Linked DNA regions of Mus musculus: region 1 is linked to region 2. The links are chromatin contacts, called in public HiChIP or PLAC-seq maps. All regions are on one chromosome and are shown on one strand. Each heading gives the region's core, a stretch centred on a gene start, on an enhancer-like site or on the middle of the called end of the contact. The rest is flanking DNA. Distances are from core to core; before and after follow the strand shown. Region 1 has its middle 75 kb from the start of Gm42015. Region 2 holds the start of Rnft2 (ring finger protein, transmembrane 2).

What was found. HiChIP or PLAC-seq counts read pairs in DNA pulled down with a chosen protein or histone mark.
Region 1: a contact with region 2 is called in an H3K4me3 HiChIP or PLAC-seq map of embryonic limb bud, with 7 times the contacts expected there. The contact joins the enhancer-like site here to the promoter of Rnft2 in region 2. A contact is called at or near these places in 5 of 39 promoter capture datasets (cranial neural crest, embryonic stem cells, maxillary cranial neural crest and 1 more), 2 of 484 Hi-C or Micro-C datasets (bone marrow-derived macrophages and embryonic stem cells), 24 of 115 datasets of contacts at active chromatin or transcription factors (the 230-238 cell line, SST interneurons, bone marrow-derived dendritic cells and 14 more) and 3 of 9 other capture datasets (adipose tissue, liver and macrophages).

The regions. Positions count from the first base shown.
Region 1 is chr5:118,766,195-118,770,740 of GRCm38.p6, reverse strand. No RefSeq gene overlaps it. Among named protein-coding and RNA genes, the nearest start is that of Gm42015, 75 kb to the left of the region's middle. Within about 2 kb of position 1,415, at least 16 of the 459 cell types and tissues checked have an H3K27ac peak or open chromatin away from gene starts, as enhancers often do. A contact at or near this core is called in embryonic basal ganglia, embryonic limb bud and oligodendrocyte precursor cells, where this site is marked.
Region 2 is chr5:118,242,882-118,247,385 of GRCm38.p6, reverse strand. It overlaps Rnft2 (ring finger protein, transmembrane 2), which reads left to right and starts at 2,361. Exons shown (of 11, transcript NM_001109902.1): 1 at 2,361-2,414; 2 at 4,355-4,504. Spring1 (SREBF pathway regulator in golgi 1) reads right to left here and starts at 2,159. Exons shown (of 5, transcript NM_001081236.1): 1 at 1,928-2,159. The coding sequence starts at 2,038.

The DNA of each region.
Region 1 (4,546 bases), core at 166-2,665, 520 kb before region 2:
CTGGGGCTGGGCTTTGGGGGTTTTTTGTTTTTGTTTTTGTTTAAGATTTATTCATTTATTATAAGTACAGTGTAGCTGACTTCAGACACACCAGAAGAGGCCGTCAGATCTCATTACAGATGGTTGTGAGCCACCATGTGGTTGCTGGGAATTGAACTCAGGACCTTCGGAAGAGCAGTCAGTGCTCTTAACCACTGAGCCATCTCTCCAGCCCCTGGCTGAGGTTTCTGATGGGAAGTGTTACTAGAGAATGCAGCTACAGACCTGGGGGTCCAGTGGAGGATGCATTCCTGCAGCCCCAGTGTGAATACACCCCCCCCCCGTTCACACGGCTACAGAGATTGCCTGTGGCAGGGTCCCTGTATTGCCCACCCACCTGATGAGCTCCAGCAGAAGTTTCTCAAGGTGTGAGTCACCTGTGGGGAGAGGAGGGAGTGGAACAAGCATTTACTACCAATTCCCTGGGCCTCACTCACTGTCTGAATGTCATTGGGGGTGGGGGGGGGTGTTTCTCTGTGACCAGGAGATCAAGGACAGTGACTTTGCCAAGGGCGAGCAGTGAAGGATGATCGATAGGTGAGAAGTTTCCGTGGGAAGTGGGTCCCATGACAGAGGTGAGTGGGTAGGGCCACTGCTGCCTGCTGCCCACAGTGATTCCTCACCTTGAAGGTGGAGTCAGAATCGGAGCTTGAGGAACATTTCTATTTATAGGTCCTGGGTGAGAAGAGATGCCTGCTCACAGAATGAAGTCTCCATGTGACACCTCATTTCTGACTTTGTTGGGGGTGGCTTGCAACCCAGTCTATGTCCAAAGAAAAAGGGTAATGGCAGAGCCCAGCCCTCACTGCCTCATCTTTAGGCACAGGAGTGTTTGAGTTCCCACCCATTAAATTCCAGGGTTGGGGAACAGAGCTCAGAGAAGCAGAGGAACCTGGTTTCTGTCAGAGGAAGGGAAGCTGGCAGGCACTCACAGCAATAGAAACTGCTGGACAAGACCAAATGAGCATGGCCAAAATGATCCTGTTCAACGGAAGCATGAGAAAAACAAAATCCAGGACTGGAGAGATGGCTCAGCGGTTAAGAGCACTGGCTGCTCTCTGCTCTTCCAGACGTCCTGAGTTCAATTCCCAGCAACCACACGGTGGCACATCTGTCGTGGGATCCGATGTCTTCTGGTGTGTCTGAGGACAGTGACAGTGTACTTATTTTATGCATAAAATAAATGAATTAATCAAAAAAATTAAAAATAAAATACAGTGACCTACACAATGCAGCATATACCGTACAACACAGAATCCAGAGGCCACGTAGAGAGCTGTCACAGCAGACTGCTGGGTTTTCTAAGTCAAGGCTGGGAGGGCCATTCTGCAGAACAAAGGGCCCTTGTGCAGTTATAACGAACAGACACATCATTAAACCTGCACGCACCAATAAGCAAGCGCAAAGAGAAGGCAGCAGAGACGCAGGCACAGTGGGAGATGCCCTCCTACCATCAGCTGCCTGAGACAGCTAGATGTGTATGGCCCTGCACCAGGCCATGCTGGCCCAGAGTGGGTACTGAATCTTTTGAAATGGACCTACAACAGAGGACTATTTAGTTACAATTTAAATTAAAAAAAAAAAACAACAACAACAAAACAAAAGAAACCAAGCGATATAACATTAGTGTCGTGTCCCACCCCAAGCCTCAACTGACCCAAATCAGCAGCCAAACCTAAGATCCCTGAGAGGACAGAGCCCTCTGAAGGCGGACCGCAGGAGGAAGAGTCTTAGTCAGATGTTTCTGAGCTTTAACACTGACTTTACGTTGAAAGAGAAGAATCTGGCTCTGTTGGGTAAAATAAAATACGTTGTTCAATTGAATGAATTTTCACCTATTTCTCTTGACTTCTTAAAGGTGGCTTCTAGAAACTGTAAAGTTGTACGGGACACACATCGTATCTCTTCTGACAACTGTCCCCGAATTAGGTCACAACAAGCCTATGAGAGAATGCTTGTAAAACAAACGAACAAAAAACAAGACGGTGAGTGGATGCTCTCTGGTAGGGCACGCTTTATGGTTTATACCCAAAGACAACTTTCCTTAACAAGGGGTATGAAAAGAGTCGGGAGAGTAACCTGACTAGCAAGATCAACTTAAACAAGGGGTCTAATCTTCACCTCTTACTTTTAACACCTCAGGTCGCATGAAGGGCCTCCTGGAAAGCTCTGAGTAACTGAATTTAGTCTGAAGAGTCCCGTTCTTCCCCACCCCCCATCCCCACCCCTTCCCTGAAGCCCAGGGCTACACATGCCTGTATATCAAGTGCAGCAATAAATTCAACATGCAATTACGATCCCAAGATCTAAGACCCGAGAGACAAACCTCTTAGGGAGAAAGCTGGGGAGCAAAGAAAGCAGAAGCCGAGACGATTGTAGGGAAATCTCAGCATGGAGAAAGCAAAGAGTACCAGACAGTGAACTGCTAGGAAAAAAGACACTGGACAAATCCACACACACACCCATAAAGTCTAAGTCAAACTGACAAACAGAAAACACACAAACGAACAAATTAAATTCCTCTCCTTTTCCCCAACCACCCTCCTCCAGAAGTGCCAGGAGCTGGTAGATTCTCTGGTAATCCGCTGCTATGTTTTGAGGTGCTATAAGGTCTATGTTGTTGCCAATGCTCAAATATCTGGGGGTACTTAGTCTTAGCTCAGCTTGGTCCAGGTTCAAAGAAAGAGCAGCCTCTCCTCTGTCATAAATGACCGGACGGTCACAGGTTGATGCTGCAGGAGAGAAGGGCCCGGTCTCTGTACTTGATGAGATGGGATTTTCTTAACTTGGCAGGGATGCAAGAAGTAGCAGGCCAGATGCAGTGTGCCTGTCTCAACCATGTGGATACCACCTCCACAGTCAGGCCTTGTACCTGAGAGGGCCAGACAGGATATTAATACAATCAAGGCACAAGAGCCCTGGGTGAACTGACTTGGAGTGAGGAGACTATTTTACATGTTGAGTAGTTAGCATGCCTTTCCCTAGGTGGCTAGAGCAGGCCCGTATGTTTCTAGTCTTAGTCTGGTGTGCCAATGTTCCCGAGTGTCATCTGGCTTCCTGGAACAGCTAGATTCAAACAAGCCCCATCAATGGTAGGACGAGGAGGGCATAAAGGCAGGGTGGTAGCCAATCATCTGAGAGGGCCCTTGGTCACTTCAGAGGTTCATGTTGGTATGGGCCCAAAGCAGGTGTTAGCCAATCAGAAAGACCTAGTGTGCTTTTCTCTCTCCTTTTATCTAAGAAGGATGTGAGACCATTGCAGGTGTCTGAGGCTGGGATCCCTGTTACCTAGTAACCACAGGTGTCAGCATCTGGACCGCAATCACTGAATAACATGCAAACCCATCAGGCTAATTCTCTTCAGAGAAAGCACATAGCCCTCTTCAGCCCTCCTCCTCCTCTTCCTCCTCTTCCTCCTCCTCCTCAATGCTAAACAGCACTTCTCATTGGCTTTTGACTTGCTTAGAGTTGTAGCCAGATGCTGAGCAATTTTTAACTTAAAAATTGAATTGACCAGGCTGGCCTTTCAAGGCTTTTTTTGGGGGGTGGGGGGTGGGGGTGGGGGTTGATCTACAAAGTGAGTTCCAGGACAGCCAGGGCTCTACAGAGAAACCCTGTCTCAAAAAAAAAACAAAAACAAAAACAAACAAACAAACAAAACAGAAAACCAAAATAAATAAATATTAAAAAATAAAAATTGAATTGAAGTGAGACTGAATTAATCTGGCCGGATGCAGAGCTAGAGGCCCAGGACATAAACCATCTTCTAAACTATCTGGATCCCCAGCCTTCCCTTGACACCTGTCATTAGTAACAGGAAATAGTAACTAATAGTGGCTCTCTGTAGAGTAGATGTAAATGACTCTGGCAACACCCGGAGCACGTGGGCCACACATTAGAAACTGCACCTCGGGTAGGACTTCCAACACGAGGAGAGCCAAGCTACTTCTCACAGTGACCAGGACCATGGCCGCAGCAGACTGAGCTCCAGGGTGTGGCTTCTGTTTCAGTAGCTAGTCTTCGGAAGCTTTTTAGTCCTTGTACTGAGGAAAAGCAGTTTCCAAAGGGGGTCTTACTATTTGATACCAGTTGGCATAAAATCCCTCACCCTGTGATGTTCTAAAGGCAGGGACATAAAACCGCTCAGGCTCACAGGTGGAGTGGAGGGCTGTGGGAATTGGAAACCAGTTGCAGAAGGTCAGCTGGATGGCCAACGGCTGTCATCATGTCTCCGCGTCTACAGCAAAACTTCTGCCACCTCGGGTTGAGCCACAAGCTACAGGAAGTCCTGCTTCCCGTAGGAGTAAAGTCAGCAATGATGGAATCAGGTGAGTACCAATTGATGTGTGAGCTGAGCAAAGTGCACAGGAAGGCCCTCGAGAACCCACCCAGTTCTGTTTAGCTTGCCGACGTTGGAGTAGGGAGATCTGAGGAGTGAGTGTGTGTGTGTGTGTGTGTGTGTGTGTGTGTGTGCATGCGCATGTGTCACGGCTGGTACCGCCAATGG
Region 2 (4,504 bases), core at 1,112-3,611:
GGGCATGGCCCGAATCACTGACTACGGTCAGTTAGATCCAAACTGACCAAAAGTAGTTCAGTCACACAGACAATGTAGATGAACCCTCTTCGCTTGAGCAAAGGATTACACATTTGAGAAGGCCTGTGGTGGAAACCTTGTCTAGACTATCACCCTAGGACAGACTGTGAGACAAAGCAGAAGCAGACTGGCCAGGCTATGGCACCAGACCAGGAACAGATGACAGTGTCTTGCCCCTGAAGGGGCATCAGAAGTAATTCAAGCAAATGAGTGTCTTAGTTAGCATTTGACTGCTGTGAACAGACACCATGACCAAGGCAACTCTTATAAGGACTACATTTAAATGGGCTGGCTTACAGGTTCAGAGGTTCAGTCCGTTATCATCAAGGCAGGAACATGGCAGCATCCAGACAGGCATGATGCAGGCAGAGCTGAGAGTTCTACATCTCCATCTGAAGGCTGCTAGTGGAAGACTGACTCCCAGGCAGCTAGGGTGAGGGTCTTAAGCCCACATCCACAGTGACACACCTACTCCAACAAGGTCACACCTCCTAATAGGGCACTGTAGAGCCAGAGTTTTGGGGCCTGAAGTGACAGGAAGAAATGAACAGCCTAACTGTGTCAACAGTGATGACATACGTCACTTAGTGAGATGCTGAGGACTGGAGAGGTATAAATCTGGCAGAAGAAAGGCAAGAGTTCTGTTCCAGGTGGGTGCAATGGAGACAATTATCAGAATGTGGAAAAGCCAATGGAGACAATTATCAGAATGTGGAAAAGCCAGACAGGATTACAAGGTCAAATCTGGGCAAGAGAGTAAGACACGCCCCCCCCCCCCCCCAGGAGTGACTGTGCAAAAGCGCAACCATTCAAAAGACGGACTGTGATACAGAAAACCAGAGAACTATATTCGTAAGAACAGCAAAACAGGATCAAAGGGTGCACAGGAGCAGGAAAGGCGGAGGGGCAGGTGACCTACAAAATGCAACTCAGTCAAGTGTGGTTTCTAGGCAAATGCTGGGAACTGGTTCCTACTACAGTGGGATGCCAGGTCTCTAGGAACTCTCTACCAGGACAAAAACGGGAAAGGGAGGTTGAGAAATTAAAAATAAAAAAATAAAAAATAAAAATCTACCCAACCAAGTTGTGCCCCAAAAGGGAGCCTGTTGGGTCACCCAGGTGAACAGGCACAGAGAGCCCTTGGCCACTTCCTGGTCTAGCCATCTCTACCTCCTGCCCATCAAGAAGCCTGGGGCTGTGCGGAGCAGGGAACGCGACAGAGGAGGGTGCACAGGTCTGAGGACCCCATTCTGCCTGGCCTACCAGCCAGATCCCGCACGGAAGAGGGGCGGTACAAAGACCTGCAGTGGGACGCCTCCCTTAGCGGCCTTCGATTCACAGGAGGACAGGAGGAGGATCACACAATCGGAGGGAGGAGGACTAGAGGGTTGAGGACTAGAGAGCTGAAGGGAGGACCAATGGATGATCCAGGGACTGAAAGGAAGAGGCTCAGAGGCTCAGAGGGAGGACTGAATGGCTGCATATCAGGAGGACTACAAGGTGGAGGACAGGAGAGAGGAGCATCAGAGGACAGAGGATCAAGGGAGGGAGGAACTGTGAGGATCGAGGAGGAGGGGTTGGAAAAGAACAGAGGGTGAGAGGTAAGAAGTTGGAGGGCAGAGGAGAACAGAGGATGGGGAGGCAGAGAATTCGAGGGAGGAGGAGGAGTGGAGGACGGAGGGAGCTAGGGAGGGGAAAGGAGAAGGGCAGAGGACAACGCAACGGAGGGAGAAGGGCTGAAGGAGGATTTTAGATCAGAGGGAGGAGTGCTCAGGAGGAGGATTAGAAGAACGATGGGGAGAAGGACATAGTATTTGAGGGAGGAAGCAGGATCGGAAGGACGGAGGTCCTGAGAGAAGTCGCTTACCTGCTTGAAGGTGCTGCTGAGGAAGTAAACTAGCGAGAGGCCGAAAACCAGGGCGAGCACCCAGCGCTTGCGCAGGAGCCGGCGCCACAGCAGCGCCGCCAGGTTCAGCATCCCGGTAGGGCGCAGGCGCAGAGACGACCCCACGGCATGACCCCTGCAATCCGCTTCCAGCACTGCTTTACCTTCCCGCAGCCAACGCGCCGGCCACGTGATCCGCCGCACGCCCCGCCCCACCTAGTGACGCCAACGCCAGGCCCCTCCATGCCTCCTCGCCATTGGTTCTGCCGGAGCCTCGGCTCTCCATTGGCTGAATGTGACGGCAGGGGCGGACCTTCTCGGACTAGAGGCAGGCCTCCCTGTGCGAGGGTCCTAGCGCCGATCGCGTTCTCGGTGGCACTGCCGGCCGGAAGTCACGTGGCGCCCTGGCCACGCCAGGGATTGGCTAGGCTGGATTAGCAGAGGCCGTGATTGCTGCAGTGTCTGGCAGGTAAATGAAGGCTATGCTCGGCCGCTGCTACCCTGTGACCCCGCGAGCCTGGCGGCAAAGGCGCTTCGCCGTCCGGTCTGGGGACGCCGCTCGCGCCCAAGCGTCCTGTAGGGGACCGTGCAGCCTCCTAGGGAGGACCAGGGTGTGTGGGACGGAGATGGTCCATTCATTCATTCTGTAGCATCCTGTGGGCTCCAGGAGTCAATACGAGCCTACTTGTACCGCCCGTTTGCCACAGAATCGTGGGCATTTAATTTATGACGTTTTCTCAAAGCTTGTAGGTGGAAACTTGGGGATACCGTGTTTTAGTTTCCCCGAGGATAAGGAGTAGTGGGGCCACCCGGAGTATCAAGCCAGATTGCAAATTCTTGAGACATGTTACCTGATGGATGACAGTTTCTTTCTTTATAAAACGGCCTGGTTGAGAGTGTAGCTAGGTGATAGAGGGCTTGCCTGAATATGACGATGATACCAAGGAGTCTTTTCCTAGCTAATTTAATCTTGCAGAAAAGGCAGGCACCTTAGCCTGTGGCTTCCTAGCTAGCTGCAGCCGAGAAGGCTGTGCAGAATTAATTAATTCCGCACCCATTTGTGTTGGCCTGGGCTAAGAGATGGATCTTTCTCTGTAGGGAAAATATGCCGGGAAACTGAGCCTGTTCATGGAAGCATATTCTTTATTTCTTTAAAGATTTTATTTATGTATGTATTTATTTTTTAATTATATGTTAGAGTGGGTTTGCCCATGGGAGTGCAGGTGCCCTCCGAGGTCAGTAGAGGGAGTCAGATCACTTACAGCTGGAGGTACAGGTAGTTGTGAGCCACCCTTGTGGGTGCTGGGAACTGGACTTAGATCTTCTGCAGGAGCAGTAGCCATATGGAGTCTCTCTCCAAGCCTTGCCCTTCTTTCTTGGCTTTCTATTGGTGCGGGAGGTAGGACGAGGTGTGTGCGGATCTGTCGCTGGGGAAAATCAAGGTGATCTAATCTCTACAGAGACGTTGGCCTTCCATCTCTGCAACTCCAAGGTGGACGGGCAGCCCAGACACAGGACCTCTCAAGGGTCATAGTAAACAAACCCACATGTCAATGACTGGTAAGTGCTGTGGGGAGGTAGCCTGTAACCCTCAGCTGGAAAACCATGCCAGGGAAGGAACAGCAGGTACAAAGGCCCGGAGGCAGGAACTCTTAACTTTAAAGTGTCCAGAGGTACCTGGAGTTCTTATGGCCAGAGATAAGTCACAGAATCAAGGTTGTAAACGGGTAATGATAACGTCCAGCACAGCCTGGAGGCCTCCAACGACTCTGATTTTTATTCTGGTTTCACTTAGAAGCCAGTAGAAATTCTAAAATCATTTTTATGGCCCCCCCCCCAGTGTGTGCTTGTGCACATCTGTGCGTGCGTGTGCGTGTATGTGTATAAGTGTGCACATGCATATGTACATATGTAGGTATGTATGGATGCTCAGGGTGGGGGGGCCATTGCAAATGTCCGTGGAGGTCAGAGGTCACCCCCAGGTGTCATTCTGCCAGAACTCGGCACCTTATTTTTGAGATAGAATCTCTCACTGGGACCTAGGGCTCCTCAGCTGGAAGGACTTGGCCAGGGAGTACTGGGAATCCTGGTTCTGCCTTCCCAGTGCTGGGATTACACAGTGCAATACCATGCCTGGCTACTTACAGAGGTGCTGGGGATCAAAGTCAGGTCCTCGTGCATGTGTGGCAAGTACTTTATCCACAGAGCTCTCTCTCCAACCCTCAGGATGCATAGTTTGCTGATAGGACAAACCTAGTAAGGCCATAACCCACCATCAGCACCTCAGGGAGGATAGCTCCAAGGCTACCAGAACTACTGGGCTATTACAGTACCCAGTCACATCCGACAGCTAATTCTGTAACAAGTCATCCCAAGGCCTGTTCACACAAGTGCTTTGTACCACCCAAGGTCTGCTGTCTCCAATGAGTCTCCTGTCCTGTGCTTCCCTCTGAAGAGGAGGAAGAGGAGGAGGAGGAGGCCTGCTCTCTCTGGGACCCAGTGGCCACATCCCATCAGGAACCCTGAGTGTCCACGGCACATTTCGTCAGCATGGAGTTC